2 separate regions of the Macaca mulatta genome follow, and region 2 is linked to region 1. The links are chromatin contacts, called in public Hi-C maps. All regions are on one chromosome and are shown on one strand. Each heading gives the region's core, a stretch centred on a gene start, on an enhancer-like site or on the middle of the called end of the contact. The rest is flanking DNA. Distances are from core to core; before and after follow the strand shown.

Evidence for each region. Hi-C and Micro-C count contacts between places; a contact is called where the count stands out from the background.
Region 2: a contact with region 1 is called in a Hi-C map of fetal cortex germinal zone, with 1.7 times the contacts expected there. The contact joins the enhancer-like site here to the promoter of ETV6 in region 1. A contact is called at or near these places in 2 of 14 Hi-C or Micro-C datasets (fetal cortex germinal zone and fibroblasts).

Annotation. Positions count from the first base shown.
Region 1 is chr11:14,089,827-14,093,776 of T2T-MMU8v2.0, reverse strand. ETV6 (ETS variant transcription factor 6) reads right to left here and starts at 2,368. Exons shown (of 8, transcript NM_001266080.1): 1 at 2,203-2,368. The coding sequence starts at 2,235. It overlaps LOC107000769 (a long non-coding RNA gene), which reads left to right and starts at 2,880. Exons shown (of 2, transcript XR_013400907.1): 1 at 2,880-3,132.
Region 2 is chr11:14,265,128-14,269,049 of T2T-MMU8v2.0, reverse strand. All of the region lies in intron 2 of ETV6 (ETS variant transcription factor 6), which reads right to left. Among named protein-coding and RNA genes, the nearest start is that of ETV6, 180 kb to the right of the region's middle. Within about 2 kb of position 2,534, at least 8 of the 40 cell types and tissues checked have an H3K27ac peak or open chromatin away from gene starts, as enhancers often do. A contact at or near this core is called in fetal cortex germinal zone, where this site is marked.

The DNA.
Region 1 (3,950 bases), core at 1,119-3,618:
GACCCGGAATAATCCCAGTCCTTGATCTCTAGTGCTTATTATTGGAACATTGTGAATTAAACAAACTCCATGGAAAGATACTCTTCACATACGTTCACCTAGACACATGCAGTCTACGCAAATACACACTGGTTCCATGAAGAACAATCCAAAATAAAAGTGATTCTTTCCTTTCTGGTAAAGAACATTAAATCTATTTTAATTACATAGAAGTACACAGTAATGAAAAGAGGCACCCTAAAAGAACTGAGTTGTAAGCAATAAGGAAAAAATGATATGCAAATTATAGACACAATTTTCATGTTGCATTTAAGAAAGCGTTTTGCTTGGGATTGGTTCTGTATGTGAGTAAGGCAAAGGGCTGTTGTACTCTTTTTCCGACTGGAGCACAATGAAACAAACCACTCAGTAGCAGTCTGCAGCCAGCACACCACCATAAGCCCATCAGAACGGTGGGGATGCAGTTTAGAAGAGAATCAAGAAAGGTCACAGAAAGCATTGCTTTTTGTTGTTTTGTCCTAAAGTTACTGATCTGTAATTGGTCCAGATTTTCCTGATGTTGGGTTTATTGCCACTGAGCTAAATACAATTTATTGATTGAATACCCTAGTCTTAAGTTACCTCTATGTTATGAAGCATCAAATAAATCAGATTACCTATACCACAGGATTTTCCTGAACTGGGTGTAGAATCTAATTTATACCACAAAAGAAACTGGTTTTGAAGTATTAATATCAAAGTACCCCAAGTTCTTTAGTGTGGCACGCCCCATGCCCACAGACATACTGCTACCTCCAGATATGTACAAACACAAAAGCGTAAAAGTTCCATTGGGCATTTTTGTGAGGCAAAAACAAAGAAGCCCAACACACCTTTTGATTTCACATTAGCCTCTCCTCAAACCCATGAAAATGTTTTCTGGTAAGAAACACCAAAATGTGATTCTAATTATTAAAAACCTAGTAAGCCTGTATGATGAACTACTGCGTTTCCCCTACACAGATTCTAATTGAAAGGCAGTGTTAAAACAGGAAGGGTTTTTCTACAGACGAAGAAAACAGGTTACTTGTCCATTGTTGCTGTAATGTCCATTCAATGAACATACATTAAATAGGCCAAACCAAAAACAAAACTTCAGCAGCTTCAGCCTCTCACAGGGGCAGAAGGCTTTCTACCTGGGTACTGGTGGAATAGTGAAATGAATAAAGTGTACAATAAATGCAGCGATGGGAAAAATAACTGGGGTAGACGGATAAATCATCCTGCCTCCCAATGGTGGCAAACTTTACAACAACTTTTCAGAAGCAACAAACCGCAGCACCACAGTCTTTACAGATATATAGACATGCATACACACAACTACTGGGTAGCCCAGCAGTGTGTTTACAAACATCCACCGCCCTGCATTTACAATACTGCAAAACCGGCCAGAAAGCTGGGAGGGTGCTGCTCTTAGATATCCTCTCTGCACTGTCAAACACAGAAGGTCATTTTGCCTGGTTTGCTTAGTTCTTCCTCTCCCTGCATCACAGGAGTTTTCTACTTTGGGATTGCTCAACTTTCATATGGATCAGAGTAAAATAACTATTCAGCAACTTTATTCACCTAGGTTAAAAAAAAAAAAAATTCATTGTGCAATGCCTAGGAAAAGCTGACACCAGGACTGCCTCTCCGACAGCACTTGCAATTACAATCAGACGAGGGGGAAAAAAATCATGTCTGATCAGACCCAGAGAGTCCTTTAAAAAAATGAAGAAAAAGATTCTATCGCAGCTGGGACTGAAGAACTTTTTTTCTAAGAAGACCACCCCTCGGGGACAAAAGTTACATTTCAGTCACATGTTGGGTGTAGGAATAGGGAGCAGGTTTTTGGGGGTTTTTTTAAGCGCACTAATTACGGGGGTGTTTTACAGTTCTGGAGACAATCCGGGTTGCTCCTGACCAATTGTGACCGGCATTTCATTGTCAAAAAGCAAGAGGGTGGGGGCCGAGGAGCCGGCAGGGGCTCGGCGGTGGGGAGTAGCAAGGTTACGCTAAAGGGTACAGCCGCCGCCGCGAGCTGCATCTCCTTCCCTCGCGCCCCAAATAATTTACTGCGAACAGAGCAACTGCAACAGCCCGCTCTGAGGAGCCCAGCACGACTGCCCTGGCCGGTGCAGCTCAGGGTTTCCACCACGGAGAGGGAAGGGAGAAGATTTTTACCTTAATGCTACACTGAGCAGGAGTCTCAGACATGTCTCACAGCGAGAGAGATCAGGAAGTTCTCAGGTTTTTTCCACTTTCCTTTCCTCTCCCCAACCCAGAAAGGCTCCACGGCCAGCCGGACGCGGTCATTTAAGAAGTTTCTTCCAGCATCTCTCCCGGCAGCCGCCCCGGGGGTCTGGAGCGCGCGGGGCGGGGCGGGGCGGCCGGCGGAGTTGGGCGCGCGGGGCGGCGGGGGCGTGGGAGCCGGGCCCGAGCGCGGCGGCGGGGTCTGCAGGTCGCGGCGCGGCGCGGGGACCCGGGACGCAGCCCGGCCAGCCTCCCGGTCTCTCCTCCCACCCGCAGCCGGCGCCCCCGCCCCCCGCCCTCCCGCCGCTCTCCCTCGCTCTCTCGAATGTTTTCCTTCCTGGAAGAGAGAAACTGAAAGGCAGAACTGAGAAAGCTCTTTGCTCATTGATCTTGAGAGTTTCAGTGCAGAAACTGACGTGAATTCCCAGCACTGAGCTCTGCCTCTTAAAGGAGCCACCAGGAAATAAAAGCTCGGGTTACAGCCCGGCATCGGGGAAATAAAAGCCGCGCGGGGGAGGGGCGGCCGCGGGGGCGCGGGCGGAGGAAACCCGGGGAGCGGGGCCGCGCGAGGCCGCGGCTGCTAGCGGGGCGAGCGGCGCAGCCCCCCAGGCCGGCCCCCGGTGCGGGCGCCCGCCCTCCACGCCGCGAGACCTCCCGCTGGCGGAGCCAATTTCCGGGCTTAAGGAAGACACCTTTAAAAAACGTTACATCGTGGCCCCAGACACCACAAAACAGGTTTTATTAAACTCCTCCCACCTCCCCTGGCTCCATCTCTTGGATACATCGATTTGCACAAGGGTTTTGAAACGTTTCCCTAAGCGCAGATGCAACGAAAGTAATTATCTATGAAGGGCCATTCCGGTAAGGACGCGGAATCCGAAGGAGGAAATAAAACAATAGCCTTTGTTCTGCTTCTCGACCGCTGCCTCTTTAAGAGAATCCACCAGGAAATGGGAGATCGGGTTACAGCCTGCACACGGGGAAATGTGGGGAGAGCGGGCGCCCGAGCGCGACGCCGGAGACAAAGCCGGGGCGGCCGCGCTGCAGACGCTGGGGGACCGCCGGGCGGGGGGATTCCCGGGGAAGGTGGGCGCCCCGGAAAGAGGTGGCGCCGCGCGCCCGCTTGGGGATGCGGCGGCCGCGGGCGCTTCCCCAGCCGAGCACGCGCTCCGGGACGGGAAGGTTGCAGGGCAGTTATCAAAGGCAGCTGAGTTCCTTTTCCTGACCTCCCCCTCCTGTTTCGAAATCTACTGCCCTTTTAAAGAAATAGCGGCCGCCACCAACCGAAATAGGTGACTCGACTACAAACTTGGCAGGACGTGTTCCTGCAGATAATACCCCTCCCCAGGACCGCTTCTGTGAAACCGTCATTGGCCGGTTGATTGGATGGCCCTGGGATCCTGCAGGGGGAGGAATATTTGGTTGGAAAAGCAGTTGAGGGTGGTTGAGGCCGTTGGGACTGAGGGGTCTAGCCTTGAGCACAAGTGGTCTGATTACTTTATTATTTTTATTATTATTTACAGTCTCTTAAATTGCCCTGAAGTGTCCACCACAAAAAACTGAGAACATTATCATTATACTTAAATTCTAACCTTGTTAACACATATATGGGGGTTTAATATGTGGATGTGTAATGTAAAACGAAATTTGTTGTAATTTCGTCTCTATTGAGTAATATA
Region 2 (3,922 bases), core at 1,285-3,784, 180 kb before region 1:
TTTTTCTAATTCTGACTGATGTTGTGTTTGCCCCACGCTTCGTATCTTTTTCTTACCTTTTAGCTCATTTAGAGGTAAGTACGGTTTTGAATTGTTCTAACGGCATGTTGTTTTGGCACACTTTCTTTAGGGATGCTATTCTGCTCCTTCTGTTCCTTTATCTTATAAAACTTTGTGTGGGATTTGACCTCACTACTTTTCTGTTGCTCGTTTTCATCTGTAGACAGTTTTCCTAAATTTTTACGAAATGGCATGGTTCCAGCCTTAGCAAGCCCTCTCTTCTATTGTTTTCATGTAGCATTCAAATAAATGGCAGCTGGCTTTCTGAAATCTCCTGCTTCTATTTCTTTTGGGAGACCTTGCATCTAAGTCTCTGCTGCCCCTATCCTTTTCTTTCTCTTTTTTTTTTTTTTTTTTTTTTTGAGATGGAGTCTCGCTCTGTCTCCCAGGCTGGAGTGCAGTGACACGATCTATGCTCACTGCAACCTCCACCTCCTGGGTTCAAGTGATTCTCCTGCCTCAGCCTCCTGAGTAGCTGGGATGACAGGCATGTGCCACCACGCCTGGCTAATTTTTGTATTTTTAGTAGAGATGGGGTTTCACCATGTTGGTCAGGCTGGTCTCGAACTCCTGACCTCAGGTGATCCACCTGCCTGGCCTCCCAAAGTACTGGGATTACAGGAGTGAGCCACCACGTCCGGCCGTCCCTAACCTTTTCAATGTGCCTCCACTCCCAGCAGCTTCTCCACAGCTATCTTGAAAGCTGGCCATCAATGTGGCTGGTCAGTTGCAGAGTTCACAGAAACCAGAGAACTCTACACCTTTCAGACCTCCTCGAGGCCACTTGCACTCACTACCGGTACTAGGAATGAGCAAAACCACTCCCATTTTCAGGCTTTCTGGTGAATACCTCTTGGCTATTTTTGGGTTTTCCCTGTTCCAAAGGCTACCAAAAGTCCCATTAAGGTGGGACTTGGGGATGTCTTGTCACTGGGTTTTGGTTTTGCTATTGAGTTGCTCTGCTCTTCCGTGGGGATTCTGAAAATTATACTGCTGCCTATGCTGTCCTCCCAGACTCTGTCACTGAAGCCTTCATGCTGGGAAACACAGAGCCCCTTTGGTGTCTCATAAAAAAGAGCTCCCATCGTCTGGTTCTCCTGGTGAATCGCTGCTGGCTTTTGTGGCAGTAAGTGAAAGAAACGTGATAATTAATCTAAGGGGTCTCTGGCCCCACCAAAGGGGGTTACAGTCCAAAGTGCAGGAACCACTGCACTCCAGAAACAGAGACAACAACCAGAGGGGATACACAGGAAGAATCAAATGGCTGTGAGCCTCAAAGGGCACTCGCCGTCAAGGGGGGATGATTGGCTTCTCCCACTGAAAGAACTAAGGAACGATTCTAGCGAACATAAAACATCGAAATAGAAGGAATTTCTGGCCGGCTGTGGTGGTTCACACCTGTAATCCCAGCACTTTGGGAGGCTGAGGCAGGTGGATCACAAGGTCAGGAGTTTGAGACCAGCCTGGCCAACATAGTGAAACCTGCCTCTACTAAAAATACAAAAAATTAGACTAGCCTGGTGGTGGGCACCTGTAATCCCAGCTACTTGGAAGGCTAAGGCAAGAGAACTGCTTGAACCTGGGCGGCGGAGGTTGCAGTGAGCCAAGATCGCGCCATTATACTCCAGCCCGGGTGACAGTGCCAGATGCTGTCTCTAAAAAAAAAAAAAAAAAAAAAAAAAAAAAAAAAAAAAAAGGAATCTGTATTACAACAACAGTAAACACACAGCCTTTTACTGTCTTTCCATATCTCCTATCACCGAAAGTCAAGACGTCCAGATGTCAGAACTATGAAATTTTTAACAATTCACAAAAGTACAAAAGTATGAGTGACTCGGCCTGTCAGACATCTCAGCAATGCTAGATTGTGATGGAGACCTCTCCAAGTTAGTCTTTCCCAAGTTCAGTGATGAATTGAAGCTTCAAGGAAATACGGAGTTAGAGTCGCAGATTTCCCCACACAAGCACTTAGAAGGAGGGAGCCAGCTGCTCATCTCAGACAGAGCTCTACAAAACCAATGAGGTGTGTGAACGCCAGAGGCCCTGCAGGTGCGGTTGGTCTTGCTGTCAGCTCTGACTTTGCTTTCCTGCTTGTGGCAGCCTCCTTTCTCACTGGTGTCTTGTCTGTTTGGAAGACTGGACTCATCCCTGACATGCCAGTCTTGTCGGAGGATGCTGTCATGCACTGATAATTTTTAAAAATGGCCTTTTTAATGCAGCCCTTGGAAACTTTGCAAGAAATGTATTGATTTGAAATACTGAAGCTGAATTATTGAGCTTTGGCAAAGGGAAATAAATCTTTCCCATTCCTCCACGCCTGTTGCCAAGCCCAGCTTCCAGGAAGCAATGGCTGTCCTTTCTGGAAATGAAGCAAAGCTCAAACATTCTATCACTTTCCCTTTACTTCCCCCACTCCCTCTTCTCTTCACTGGCAATTCACTGACAAAAGCACTTTACATTCATTGCTCATTTGCCTGAATAGGCATCCGAATTAGTAATGCCCAAATTAGTAATGCCTGGCTGAGGCAGCTTCCTAAATAATGAGGCCTGATCATTTTGGCAGACCCGGAGGCCCGTGGAAAGCAAGCTTGCAGCACGACGTTAGGTTAAACACTCTTCCGGTTTTATAACCAAAATTTCTCCTACAGACCTGGATGCAAACAGTACAGGGTATATGTTTACTGATGCTACAGGTGAATAAGACCAGGAGCTAGAAATGGGGGAGAAAGGTAGGGAGAGTGTCCGGGAAAGGGGACGTATGCTGGAGAGTTCTAACGCACAAGGCAGGATTCACAAAAACTTCCTGACATCTGCTGTTTCTTTCATTTCAGGCTGAATGATCATCTCACCTGGCGATGTGCCAGGGGAATTCCCATCATTACCATCAAAACACAGTTGGGTCTAACTGCTGAGTTCTCATTTTGTCCACCTCTCCGTTCACTCACCCACTCACCCATCCGTCTAACCTAGGAGGTACCCACTATGCCTCATGTCCCGGATTAGGTGCAGGGCACATCAAGGTGAATGAGACTGGATTTTGCGGTCTGGAAGGGAAGAAAGGAAAGTAAAGAGACATTTTCAAGTTAGTGCATTCGTGCACGGCCAGGGAAGACTTTCTCAACTGGATAGGCTAACAGCTTTCCAGGCAGAGGAACAGCGGATGCGAGGCCTGGACACGTGAAAAAGCACAACTAGTTTGGGGAATGTTGAGTAGTTCAGTAGGATTAGGACATGAGATACATGTGAGTGTGTGTTCAAATGGGGGTGAGGGTGGGAGGTGACAATGCATCTCCATGTTTGTTTTTAAGAGACAGAATCTCATTCTGTTGCCCAGACAACAGGGTTGTTGTACAGTGGTGGGATCATGGTTCACTGCAGCCTCGAACTCCTGGCTTCAAGTGATCCCCTTGCCTCAGCCTTCCAAGTGGTTAGGACTACAAGTGAGCCACCATGCCCAGTTAATTTAAAAAACATTTTTTTTTAAGAGATGGGGTCTTGCTATGTTGCCCAGGCTGGTCTCAAACTCTAGCCTCAAGCAATCCTCCTGCCTCAGACTCCCAAAGTGCTGGGATTACAAGCATGAGCCACTGTGTCTGGTCAACATCTCCATTTTGATGCTTAATAGGGACGTTAGGCTTAATGCATGCCAATCAACCTCCGGATGTCACTCATCTAAATCTGCTATTCTCACCCTTTCCCATCGCAGAGAAGGCAAACTCCATTCTTTCTGTGGCTAAGGCCCCACACCTTCCAATCACCCTTATTTCCTTCCTTCCTCCCTCCCTCCCTCCCTCCCTTCCTCCCTCCCTCCCTCCCTCCTTTCCTTCCTTCCTTCCTTCCTGCCGGACTCTCGCTCTGTCGC